2 separate regions of the Gasterosteus aculeatus genome follow, and region 1 is linked to region 2. A link is a contact called in public Hi-C data. All regions are on one chromosome and are shown on one strand. The core of a region is the stretch at or near the end of the contact, and the rest is flanking DNA. Distances in the headings are between cores, read along the strand shown. Region 1 has its middle 11 kb from the start of trnae-cuc. Region 2 holds the start of pdgfab (platelet-derived growth factor alpha polypeptide b).

Region 1 (6,181 bases), core at 2,699-5,198, 49 kb after region 2:
GAGGCTGCGTTTAAGGGAGCAGTCAAGTGAGCCGAATGTGTCGTCTCTTTCGACGGGATGAGGGTAAGTACAGGGTGCAGGAGCGTTAAATCCTTAAACCATTATCGGGTTCCAGCGTGTGGGCTGAGATCACGATGTGGTCCCAAAGAAATGGAAACTTTGTAAGGAACTACGTGCAGTGGGTTCTAACATGAACAGAGGAATTGGGACATGCTGGCCTGTTTAAACCTTAGTGCCTGTGAAGCACTTCACAGCTGAGCCGAACAGCCGTGGGCAGCAGCGGGCAAGACACTCCGGCACCGCCCCCCCCCCTTTGGCAGCCCAGCTCGTTCTTGTCAGCTGTGTGAACGTGGCTTCAGACGCCAGCCAGCATGTCCCCCGGGTGCCTCCTCACCGCTGGAGCCGTGGGTGGGTGGGGGTGAGCGGGGGGACAGAGTCCTCCTTAATCACGTCAATGCGAGGATGGGACCAATGCCCAGAATCGCCGTCCCCCCGGCAGGTCCGTCCGTGAGCAGCCGAGCCACGGCACTGGGCAGAGCAGCCGAGGGGCTCTGGTCCCGCTGGATGCAGCGAAACTGACAAATGTGTGTCTCTCACATTGGGTAAACACGTGGAGATCAATGAAAAGGTGTGTGCCGCCCCGACAAAACACACACGCGAGCGCCCGTGCATGGCCATGCATACACATTAAACACTAGCGTCCCTAAATTAGTTTTGGCCTGGAAAATGTCTTTTTTACCTGAAATGATAACAACAATAATGGAGGCTTTGCTGTTTGCCCTCGTGTTGCTCTTTCTGAAAATAGGGGTCCGAGTCTGAGAGGCGGAGACGAGCGGAGACAAGGCCGGTGGTTCATTGCGGTGTCTTTGATGCACCGTTGTTCCGCTGACTACCCTCTCCTCTCTGTGTAGCCTCTCGGTTTTGGGCCCGGCTCCACGACCCTCTTCACAGACCTCTGGTCCGGCTCTGCTACCGCAGGCGCACTTCTTTAGCACGCGTCAATATTAGCTAAGGATTATTTCTGGAAGTCCAGAAGGGTAAAATCCTTTTAGAGATTACAGTCCTGACACAAAATAATGAGGAGGAATCTGAGGAAATGTGGAGGAGCCATTAATGAATATTTATTATTTGCATAAGAAGCAAGGATGATTTAACTCAGGAATACTGTGGAAAGCAAAACTCGGGTGAAGCCACAGGGTGTCCTGGGTAACCTCAGCCCAGAATAGCCTTCGATGAAGACAGGAATCACAGTATAGGCTCCTTTGCTTACAGATGTGGACAAAAAAAGAGTGAGTAGAGGTAAGTCCTTCCACACATGGATCATCCTCAACAGAAAATGCTTCATGTTTGGATCAGAAGCCGGCATTCGGGATCTCTATTCGGGAGAGAATGAATTAGAAACATGGCGGCCAACTGGGTGGTCAGGCCACTCACACGCTGCAAAGCCAAAAGATTTGACTCATGCTTTTCATATTATTTAATAGCACCAGACAGATCTAAAGGAGGTATGTAAGAAAATATGCTGTGTTTAAAAGACGCAACTGTATTTACATGATCTGTGAACGATTCCCATGTGGGATATCCTCCTGCAAAGAGCCTCTGATTGTTTGAAGCAGTCTGCAATTAGTCACGCAGTTCTTGAAAATGCTTGTTGCCTTCGGGGATCTGAAAAAATATTTTCCTTTTTTTTTTTCTCGACTAGATGAGGTTACTCACTCCTTACTCACCCCAAGTGGGTTTGGATTGGATAAGACTTGGATCTACCAAAGCAATTTGGGCTGAAATAAATTCCTTTAGCCAATTAACTACCTCAGCTCAAAGGTATGTAACGCCTTTCTGTAAGAAATACCTGCACTGACAGGATTTCCCCTTAGTTTCCTAGGTTTAATTCACTTTATCCATTCAACCATTCATTTTGTCTACTCTAGTTATCAAATATTATTGATTCATTTTAGCTTTAAGCTATTTATTACTTAAAGCGAACATATGCTCATCTTAGCATTCTTTTTGCTTTGAGAGCTCGTCAATCTTTTCACATTGGCCTAATCACTACTTCAGAGGACATACAGTGAAATGTCATCACAAACACCTGCCCAGCTTCTTCTGGTGAGGAGACGAAGACCAGTGGACCACAGACAAATCTGTTTCATCCTGTGTTAACTTTAGCCGTATGGGATTCATTGACATCACATTTTCAAAGAATCTATCACTCCAGCGTTCTGAAAAGTTCAAAAGTTCAAGTCGCACGTGTTGCCTGAACTGGGCCACTGCCTCGTCTGGTGATTCAACAGAAATTGTCTTGTTATCGCCGTACATTAGTCTGTTCGGTTCATCAAGGACATTATGTAACCTTTACAAGAGAATGGCATGCACTTTTGTCTGTACCTCAGGGTGTGTAACATGACGACAGGCTGCTCAGAGCAGACATACTCTTTTGCTTGGATTAATAATGTAAGTGAGTCTGACAACGGAAGAGAGAAGATTGAAGTGAGTCACCCGTAGAACCTGCCTGACTCATTTTTACAGTTTTTACGTTGATTTGACGTATTCGGTGCGATTGAGGAAGTCTAGCAGCCCCCCGGTCTCCCTCAACTCCCCTCTTCTGCTCTCCAAGAAAAGAGTGGAAAGTCCACTAGCAGAAGTTGGAAACTACAACCACAACCAGCCAATGCACAGGACAGTTATTCATAGACTGACGCACACACACACACACACACACACACACACTTGGGGTGGTGCACAAGACCAGCAGCAGTGGCAGTAGCAGTAAATTGGTACAGACATCCGTCAGAAGCCCCATGAGTCACACTGGAAAACATACAGCTCTCCAAAGCCAGAGTAGATATCCATCAAAAGTGATTGCGGCTGGTGCGAGCTCCTGCAAAAACACAGATATATACACACAATTATGTCCATGTACACACAAACACATACTTTCTCGCGCACATACCAACTACATAACCATACATGCACAGGAACACACAGGGCAGAGACCTTTGTGGTGTTGGCGGTGGGGCGGCGGGGGGATAACGAGCAGTATGTTGTCCGGAGGACAGACGGCGGAGCCTGGGGGACACACGCGTAACCACTGCAGAGGCTTTCATCTGCAGCCAGCTGAGGTCACCTGACGACATAAACACTGCCTGCAGAGTGAACCTCGACTCAATCTCCTGGTCTTTTGATAGTTTTTGAGAGCGCAAGCACCTTATTGGGAAACCGAGTACCGCAAAGTGTGGAAAGTGGGGGACATAAATCAATACAACTGATCAGACGGATTACGCATGATGAACGAAAGACAACTTATAGTGAATTAGGTTTTTGTGGGAGATTCTTAAAAAAAACAGCTTCTGCTCTTCCTGCCAGCCAGGAAACTTCAAATTAAACTGAGGACACGCGGACCCAGCACAGTAATAGAGAACCAAATTGTTATCTCAGCTGATGAGCCGATTTTAGTGGGTCATCTTCTTTTTTTTCTGCCCCCCAACTCCTCCCCCGGTCTCCTGCTTGCCACACAGAAGGCTGAGCTGTGGTGTGCAGCTCCGTGTGGGGCTGCGTGGTCAGGCAGTGCGGCGCTGCTGCACAGATTCCTGAGACATCAGACATTCTGGTGTTGGTGGGGCCAGCGGCTGCAGCCTGTGCCTCACGCATGACCCCCCCCCGCCCCCCCTCAAGGTCAGCAGGTCAGATCCTTTGATAAGCCGGTTCGCGTAGCAGCATGGCATGCATGAGTTTGTCCTCTCCTTAAACCACAGTGGGTAAAGTTGTATGCATGTTTGCCTGCCCGCTCTCTGTCATGCTCGGTTTTCTGCTGCTATGGTTACTCGGGTTTGTACCGGGTGGTTTTCTAGGTCTGGATCAAAACCCAAACACAATGCATGCTTGATTCGGCGGGCGGTTTCCTATCTCATCGCCACAGTGGGGCAGCTCGTACGCGTGCTGCAGCCTTCGTGTGTGAGCACGTACTTGTCTCTGCACGCATTTACACTCACAGCTTAGTGTGGATGTGTGTGTGTGTGTGTGTGTGTGTGTGTGTGTGTGTGTGTGTGTGTGTGTGTGTGTGTGTGTGTGTGTGCATACAGGCGTCCCAGAGGGGGTGAAAAGGCCTACACCTGCAGAGGATCTGCAGAGAGCATCTCTGTCATCTGGAGACCTGAGAACAGAGAAGGAAAACAGATGAAACATACGGGGGTCACCCTCCACCCCCAGACGTTGTTATTTCAAGCTTTTCTCATCATATTGAGGAGGAAGGGAACAATACACAGCACACACACACACACATAAACTCGCTCGGAGCACTCGCTCAGAACAGCACAGTCAGCTCTTTCAGCAGACAGAAGAAAGAGAAATATCAAAGAGCTAAGGAGCAAGGAGGAGGGACAGGGTGAAAGATATAGACAGCAGGGGAGATAAAGTACTTTATCCACAGAGGCTTTACTCCTCACTACTCCTCTACCACTTTTGCACCAGTGTGATACAAAACATGCATCAACACGACTCGAGCTAGAGGCAGCTTTTTTTTGTTCTCTCTCTTTTTAGGTTTTCAACTGTTTACATCTGCCAGCTATTTTTCACAGAGTCTTAAGAGAGGTGCGAGGGAACAAGCAGTGAGAAATCTCGGAGAAAAAGGAAATCTTGTCCACTGTTCAGGAAAATCAACAGGTATTGATAAATGTTTTCATGGTGTTGACAGTGATTTCAGTTACACTGACTTTGCACATTTGCAGAGTTTTGCAAATGTGCAAAGTCAGTTTGCACATTTGCAAAATATACATTATCCCTCATATATAAATCCCCCCCCCGACACTTTTCCACTCCACGCTATCCCCTTCTCCAGTTGTTAGGAAGGAATTCCTCTCCAGTAGATCTAATGGCAGTCGGGATGATTGATCAGGTGGTAAAGAGACTAGAGTCATTATAGGTCTACAGTCTGTGCGAGCATGCATATATTTGTGCATACATGTGCAGTATACATGTCACACACGTGTGTGTGTGTGTGTGTGTGTGTGTGTGTATTTGTGAATCTGCCTGCGTGTAAATTCCTCGTACGCCTATGTGTGTGTTTGTGTGGCTTCACAGCGCTGGAGACACCAGGACACTTGGCACCACACTGACGTGACCCAAAATTCGACCCTGCGGGACGCCAGTGACAGTCTGACATGAAAGATGAGACGCAGAGGAGGACATCATCAACAGGCGGCGGGGAAACAAAGCTCCAGCTAATCGCTGCTTCCTACAAAACTACATCTGTAAAGTTACTTTTAACCCGAGAAACAAGCAAGACCAAATAGCAAAACAGAGTAAAGACTCTTACACAGTCAATTCATGCTGTAGACGTGTTTTGTTCCTCACAAAATTAACCTCTTTGAACCTTAACCAATTATTTTTACCAAGCAGGGAAGAGCAGCTTAAGACAACTTCAGGCACTTGCGTAACAAACTACAAGAAGAAACAGATCTGCGCGCATTTCCCCCCCTGGTAACCGTCCAATATTGAGGCTTCTTCATGCCTCTGCTCTCGCTGTCTGCAATGAGCGTCTGTGTACATAGTTCTCCTGCACTTGGATGCCCTTGCCACTCTGGGTTTATTCAACCCCCTCTGCAGCGGAGTAGACAGTGAATTTTTCAATACCTTCAGTGGATGTTATTTGTCCAACAGGTCCATGATGTTACCAGAGCTGCAGCACTGTCGGAATACAAAAATTCACTTAACTTGCTGATATTATGTGACATGAGCAGCGCCCCGAGGTTGTGAAGGGATGGCACTGGGGGTTAGGCTATGCTGAATAAATGCTTTGATGCAGGTACTGATATGTCCCCTCCCCCTCTCTCTCTCTTTCGTCTTCAATTGCTTCGTTCAGCCCTTTTATTTCTCAGCCCTTGGGTCAGCTAGCCAATCTAATGGGCCATCGGCTGAAGGGCGAGTAGTTACAGAGCAAAGCTTTATGACTCAGGTGCATCCCGCTCACAAACACACCTGAAGAGGGCCTTGGCTGACCTGGATGGGAGGCGTGCTTAGATGTTTTTCCTTTGACTGCGGCTGTTGACCTTTATATAACGTTAAACCCTCTACAGCGCTCCCAGTTTCCTGGACTTACAATCTGGGCAATATTAGAAAGAAAAGGCCCTCAGGGCGAATAGGGGTATATGGCCAAGTTCAAAATGAGTGTGCAGTAGTTTGATAT
Region 2 (6,337 bases), core at 2,452-4,951:
TGCTAAGGACCGTGCATAAACACACACATTGAAACACACACACTCGGACTTCTTCCAGTGTCTTCGCAGGATTTTCTCTCTTTGGTGTAATTTCTCCTTCACACCGAACACCCATTTCTAGCTCTCTAAGGATGGCTTTCATGGAGGAGTGCGTAGGGAAAATAGTCACGGCGCAGTTATGACAAGAGCAGACCGCAGTTTGACGGATCTGGAGATCACAAAGAGAGGATGCCGCGGTCCCTTAACAACCAAAGAGTACTGCTGTAATGTATAATGTGTTGCAGCTGGAAGTTTGCCTTGCATACCTTGTACCACCAGCTTTTTGCATTTATGCAATGTGCATGTGGTTTAATTTTTGATCTCAGGGGTCGCCTTGGCCTATGAAAGAGCAGTTTGGGCATTGTGCCCCCTGAATGCCTGCACACCTATAGTGCCTGAAAGGAAAGGGGTCCTGAGGGGTGCTGGGAGGCCCCCCTCAAGTTGCTATGCATGTTAGAGAGATGAAGGCCTGTAAATGGCTGCTAGTAATCGTCCCTATAAAAGAGCAGCTGCATGCAGCTGTAAGCTGTAAGTATGGCTGCTGTACTTGGCCTCCCTTTGCTGCTTGATATTCCGGTGAACAAGGAGTGAAAGTGTGTAAAAAGTGTGTGTCCGACTCTTTCTCCGTGTCAATGTGAGGCTGCCTGTTTATGCGTGCAGAGGTTGCTCTTTATATGCACTTTCCTCTGGATCATTTCCAAGTCCAATCTATATCGCAACCAGCCTCTGGAATGTACCTTTGCTCCTGCGAAATTTCCCCTCAATCACTTACCCATGTGTGTGTGTGTGTGTGTGTGTGTGTGTGTGTGTGTGTGTGTGTGTGTGTGTGTGTGTGTACATGAGTAACCAGCCATAAATGTTACCGCTGTTTGTAATGGGCCAATTACAAGACACAAGCTTGTGTCAAATGACACACGGCTCCACTCTAAAAACACGAATGCACAACCCACTAATGGAATCAACTTTGTCATCGTTGACACAGATGAACTAGTTAGGGCCTTAGTTAACGGGACCTAATTCTACCCCGAGGAGGAGGGAGGAGATCGCTCTGTAATCTGCGAAGGACCTGCTCCTTGTGTCCGTGACTCATGCATGCTCGCGATACGGCTGGGCGGAGCTGAGGGAGACACCGGGCTAAGATCGCTGTTTGTGTCTCCGTCGCAAGGCAATCCACTCTCTATTGTACATAATAAGGTGTCATAGAACGGGGTTGCCCAGTGGAAAGTCTGTTTGGCGGGAAAGGAAATATAACAATTGCAGGTATAAAAAGGTGATGATGTGGAGACTGCAGAGTTTCTATTGTCAACTCTGCAATCTTTTTATGACTGGCCAACACACCGAAGTGTTAGACTCCGTGCTTTCATTGCAGTGTTAGAGTTCAACGTGCTCGGATCAAGTTGAGATATGGATGAAGGCGGTTATAGATGAAAGCGTGTATGTTTAAAAACACATTTTTAAAAATGACCAGATTTTTACTTTGATTTAATTATGCTATGGGAAAAGGAAAAGACACATTTAGGCATATTTATATAAAACAAGATACAGTGTATAATATATTGAAACGAATTAACTGGACTGTACATCCTCAATAAAAGATTAAATGCCTTAAATATATATTATTTAAAGTTGGACCAGGGATTATATTATAATTATTTTAAACATTATTTATCTTAAATGTTATGTATGTTGTATTTTCATGTTTTACATGCTTTCATTCTAATATTTATTCCAAATAGAAAACTGTTCTCACACTATGCGCAACAACCACACATACCTCAAAATAAAAACTTTGACCGTTTAAAGATAATTGGGTTGACCCGGTTATGGCTCCTAAAGCGATCACCACCTTCTCGGGAATGGATGATAAGAACAGACGGACAAGAGGCACACTCCAATCCCCTATAGGCAATGCAACTCATTTCAATCACATTCCTTAAAAACAATCCCCCTTTTTCCTTCGCTTCACTCACTGGGAACTATGTGTGGCCTTAAGGGGGAAACAGGAGTCATAAACTCACTCAGAGATTGTTTTCTCCGTAGCATCTTTATGGTCAGATTAACTGTGCATCAGCATCTATAAAACTGTTTTAATGGGTTAATGTTGTTAAGTACACAGACCTCAGTTGCCAGTGTTTTCTGGGCTTGTTGTTTTAATTTCTTCTTCTCCTTGTTAAATGACATAGAACCAATTATTTTCTCACTGTTGCTCTTTCCGATGCCCCCATTTGCGTAAACGTTTGCATCAAAATCGATCGCTATCATCCTCTCCTCCTCATACGTGCATCATTTCGTTTTTTCTCAGGCTCAATTGCAAGGCATAAAGATCATCAAGACACAAAATATGCAAGTTTATTCTTCTTCACTTCACTTACAACGTAAAACCGCCACTCTCTCCTGCTGTGTGGCCAAAACTCTCACCTCTTCCTTTCGACTCCCAGAATCGCACCATCGAGACACCTGATTCATGCATTTCAGTGAGGCGAGCAAATGCAGACAGGGGGGGCTGACCTGTGCTATAACCATGACAACAATGCTGGTGGCGATGAACCTGCCTGCCATCATGTCGCGTATGCAGAACGAGGAATGAACAAAACAAAAAGAGCTTTCAATAGGAGCAACGTGTCACATGTGTTGCTGTAGCAGAAGGACCTGTACTCTAAAAATCTAGCCTTCATTTTACAGCACTGGAACCCTCCTTAAAATGAACTTCACTGGCCTATTAAAATAGTTGCATTAATTACTACAGCAGCTGCTGGAGCTCTTTCTCCAGCGCAGTGTCTCCAGCCACAGCCCCCTCAGGCTGGACTCGTGCTTACGTGGTGCAGTTGAATGGACGAGGTGCAGATCGGACCACCTGGTTGGCTGACCTGTGGTTCCCTGCTGATTGTCACCTCTGGCTGATAATGTGCGGCAGGCCGTGCTGTCTCTGTCTCTGCTCCTGTTGGTATGTCTCGTCCATCGGCCCCTCAGGCTCTTCCTCCAGACCTCCCAGCACAGCACAGCACAGCCTCCAGCTTCCTCACCACGAGTTAAGACCATGTCTGTTGTTAACCTGCGGCTAACTAGTCGCTTCCTGTGTGCCAAAGATCGCGCCTGCAGGTATTAAATGCTCATTCATCACATACATTAATGTTTTCATATTCCTTTAAAAGGTTGTTTTGCTTTAAACTCAAAGGCACAAGAAGAGAGCTTATAATGAGTCACCAACATTAGAATTCCTACCATAATAATAATAATCATCTTTTACCATATTGTTCAATCTGATTGCATTGTTTAAATCATCCTGACTCTCTATGGGACTTTTAACATTGGTTAATTAAAGGCCAATTCTAACTAATGAAGGGAGGACAGAAGTCTCGTCCTCATCAGCATCCAAATCCTTTTTGCCTCAGCTCGTCCGTACTCATTGGCCAGTTTTTCATTCTGTGAAATCAGTTTTAATCAATATAAATGACAACTTGAATCTCTGAATGGACTCTGTGCTAAGATGAATACACACACACACACACACACACACACCCACACACATATACGGACTGAAGGGGGATGGAGTCTTAAGTCATCCAACCAGCCAACCAGCTCCTCTTGCTGAATAGAGCACGATTACCGAAAGGAGAGGGGAGGCGCAACGGGGCAAAGGAGCTGCCGGCTCTCTATATCCCGCTGCTCAGAGGCGCTCCGGCTCCATTCACTCCAGAGTCCCGCACTGTCAAGGACCCGTGCAGACCGGTGCAAGGCGAGCTCTGGATAGCACACACAAAAAAAGGAAGACTTCTCTCTTGTGATTTTCCAAAAGGATCTGCGCGATTGGATTACATTCTTCTAGGACTATTAAATACTATCAAAGAAAAAAAAAAACTAACCGTGCGTCTATATTCTGGTTATTCTGACGGCCGCGCGTCTTGTTTGATATTCCAGTGAACTGGGCTGAAGTTGGGAGCCGCTCGTTTGTTAAAGGGTGAAGGACAAGTGCAATGCTCTTCAGACCTGTCCGTGCCTGAGGAGCTGCGTATCGAGCAGCCACGCAGATCTCCTTGGAGAGGACGCGGTCCAATGTGAATACCCAGAGACAACGTCCAGCCACTTCAGCTTTTTTTATTTTTTTTTTTTGCTTTTTTTGCTTACAGCTGCAAACAAGTGCACGGAGTTCGACCGAGCCCGCTGAGCAGCTCGGACACCCCGGTTTTACCCCCTCCCTAGAGGGGATGGTTGTGGGTCCTGTGGGGCCAGGAGCGATTCTGCGGCTCCTACAGATTAGCACCTTTTTCTCGTTCGGGGTTCGATCTGAATCAAAGGGAGATGAGAGCCGCACTTTGTTACTTCCTGCTGTGGACGACGTACCTGCTGCTGGCCACCTCTGAGGTAAAAGTTAGCAGGACTGCGCACATCCAGAAACCGCGCTGCGCCCCGGCGGCCTCAGCGGCACTTCGATGGGGGCCGGAGGGTGCAAAGTTCCCAGCGGAGCGCGCATTTCACTCTCAGAAAGAAGTAGTTTAATAAAGCATGTATTTGGCGTAGAAAACAAGATAACGAGCAGACGTCATTTTGATGATTTATTCATTCATTTGAATCAACCTATGATAAATCCAAACTGCCTGTTATAGGATGCAATTAAGAGTATAGACGGACGCTATCATAAGAAGAGGCTGTGAACATCGATTCATAATTCGAGAAGGAATAAACAGCACCTCGGCTTCAGCCACTAGGAGGGCAGTGACTGCGCTCCTCAGAGGACCGACATCGCGTCAACATTACAGTTATTTTTGGTGTTTGGTGCCAAATCTGTTTGTAGCCATGAGCCAACTGGGCAAACTTTTTGTTTGGGCTAATCGTTCATGGGAACCGCTCCGGGCGCTATAAATAGCCCGTGTTCCCCCCGCGGGGCCGCGCGTTAACTCCCGAGGTGCCCGCAGGACCTGCGACAAGTGCAAAGTGCGGGCGAGCTGCGGCTCGCGCGGGCGGATCCGCGCTACACGTCCAACTTCCTCCAGAAAACCCGGCGGGTTAATGCGCGTTTCACATTTCGCCGCAGTGGGTCAAAGAGTGTAATTCCACCCGGTAGCGGCTCACTGAGGACATTTTATTAATTCGATTAATGTCACATAAGTGGGCTGCAGGTGTTTCCACCATTATTGAACTTCCAGTGGCGCCTTTAACGCACAGGCTGTTTAGAAGTATCACTGATGGGGGGCTGCTGGTTGTAGTTGACACGCGGTTGCAAAATTGTCACAATCGGAGATCCTCCTCGTGGTTGTTTGAACTCAATACGTTGACTTACACCGACAAACAATTACAAAAACGTTTTGTCAATGACCTGACACATCTGTAACCTTCATCTCTTGTTTATTTTTTTTTGCACCCCCCTAAAGGAAGTGGAGTTTCCCCAGGAGCTGATAGACAGACTGTCCCACAGTGAAATCCACAGCATCAGCGACCTCCAGCGGCTACTGGACATTGACTCCGTAGGTAAATTCTGCCTCTTGATACTTTCATCAACAGAGATGTGACTGAATGTTCGCATGTGACGCTGCTATTGTTGATGTGACAGCACGGAGCAAAGGGTGGTGCTAAAAACAGCCGCAGCATTATTATTAGTATATCAGCAGTATATCCGTATAAGCTGTAGAAGTATGCTCTACTGTGGAAACCCTTTTAAACATAGTCTTCCCGGTGGTTACACCTGCATGTGGTACATTTATATTTTTATATGTGCTCGTTTGAGGATCAAGCCAAATGTATTTATTATTGCCTAAATGCATGCAAAGGTCATATCTAAAAGAATCGTGCATGCCTTGTTGTTAAACTGTGATTGTGTGAAAGTAATTCAAAGGATCCAAATACGACGTACAGACCCATTCCAGCGGGGTTTAGTGGATTTGGTGAAAGAACAAGGACACCTGTTGTTCTAGCACATTCTCATAATTACAAGTTGTGACCCCTGAAATCCAGCCCTGGCGTGCGTGATAAAGCAAGTTTACCCTGATAGGTGCGTTTACTGTACACACGTGACAAGGGTGGACTTTCACTGGTAGTTTTTTGGTTGTTGTGCATATTCCTTCAGCTGCTGCAATCAACTGTCTTTATAGCAACCCGACTGGAACACATGTCGCCCTGTAAACAGAGACAGCGACTCTCCGGTCAGGAAGGTTCCTCCAGTTTCAGGTTCTTGGCGGTTCTGGGGGACCGGTCAGGCTGTCTTAGATTAGGTAACAGCGGTGCGCTGGGAGAAGGTGTTTGGCTTCACTTGAATCTGTACTTTGGCTACTGAGGCTTTTACCATACATCCATTTCTGGGCTC

Evidence for each region. A called contact is a pair of places that touch in the nucleus more often than the background predicts.
Region 1: a contact with region 2 is called in a Hi-C map of skeletal muscle, with 5 times the contacts expected there. The contact joins the enhancer-like site here to the promoter of pdgfab in region 2. A contact is called at or near these places in 2 of 6 Hi-C or Micro-C datasets (skeletal muscle and tail fin).

Annotation. Positions count from the first base shown.
Region 1 is chr11:11,809,078-11,815,258 of fGasAcu3.hap1.1, forward strand. No RefSeq gene overlaps it. Among protein-coding and RNA genes, the nearest start is that of trnae-cuc, 11 kb to the right of the region's middle. Within about 2 kb of position 3,949, at least 2 of the 9 cell types and tissues checked have open chromatin away from gene starts, as enhancers often do.
Region 2 is chr11:11,760,556-11,766,892 of fGasAcu3.hap1.1, forward strand. It overlaps pdgfab (platelet-derived growth factor alpha polypeptide b), which reads left to right and starts at 3,702. Exons shown (of 7, transcript XR_005713487.2): 1 at 3,702-4,401; 2 at 5,409-5,505.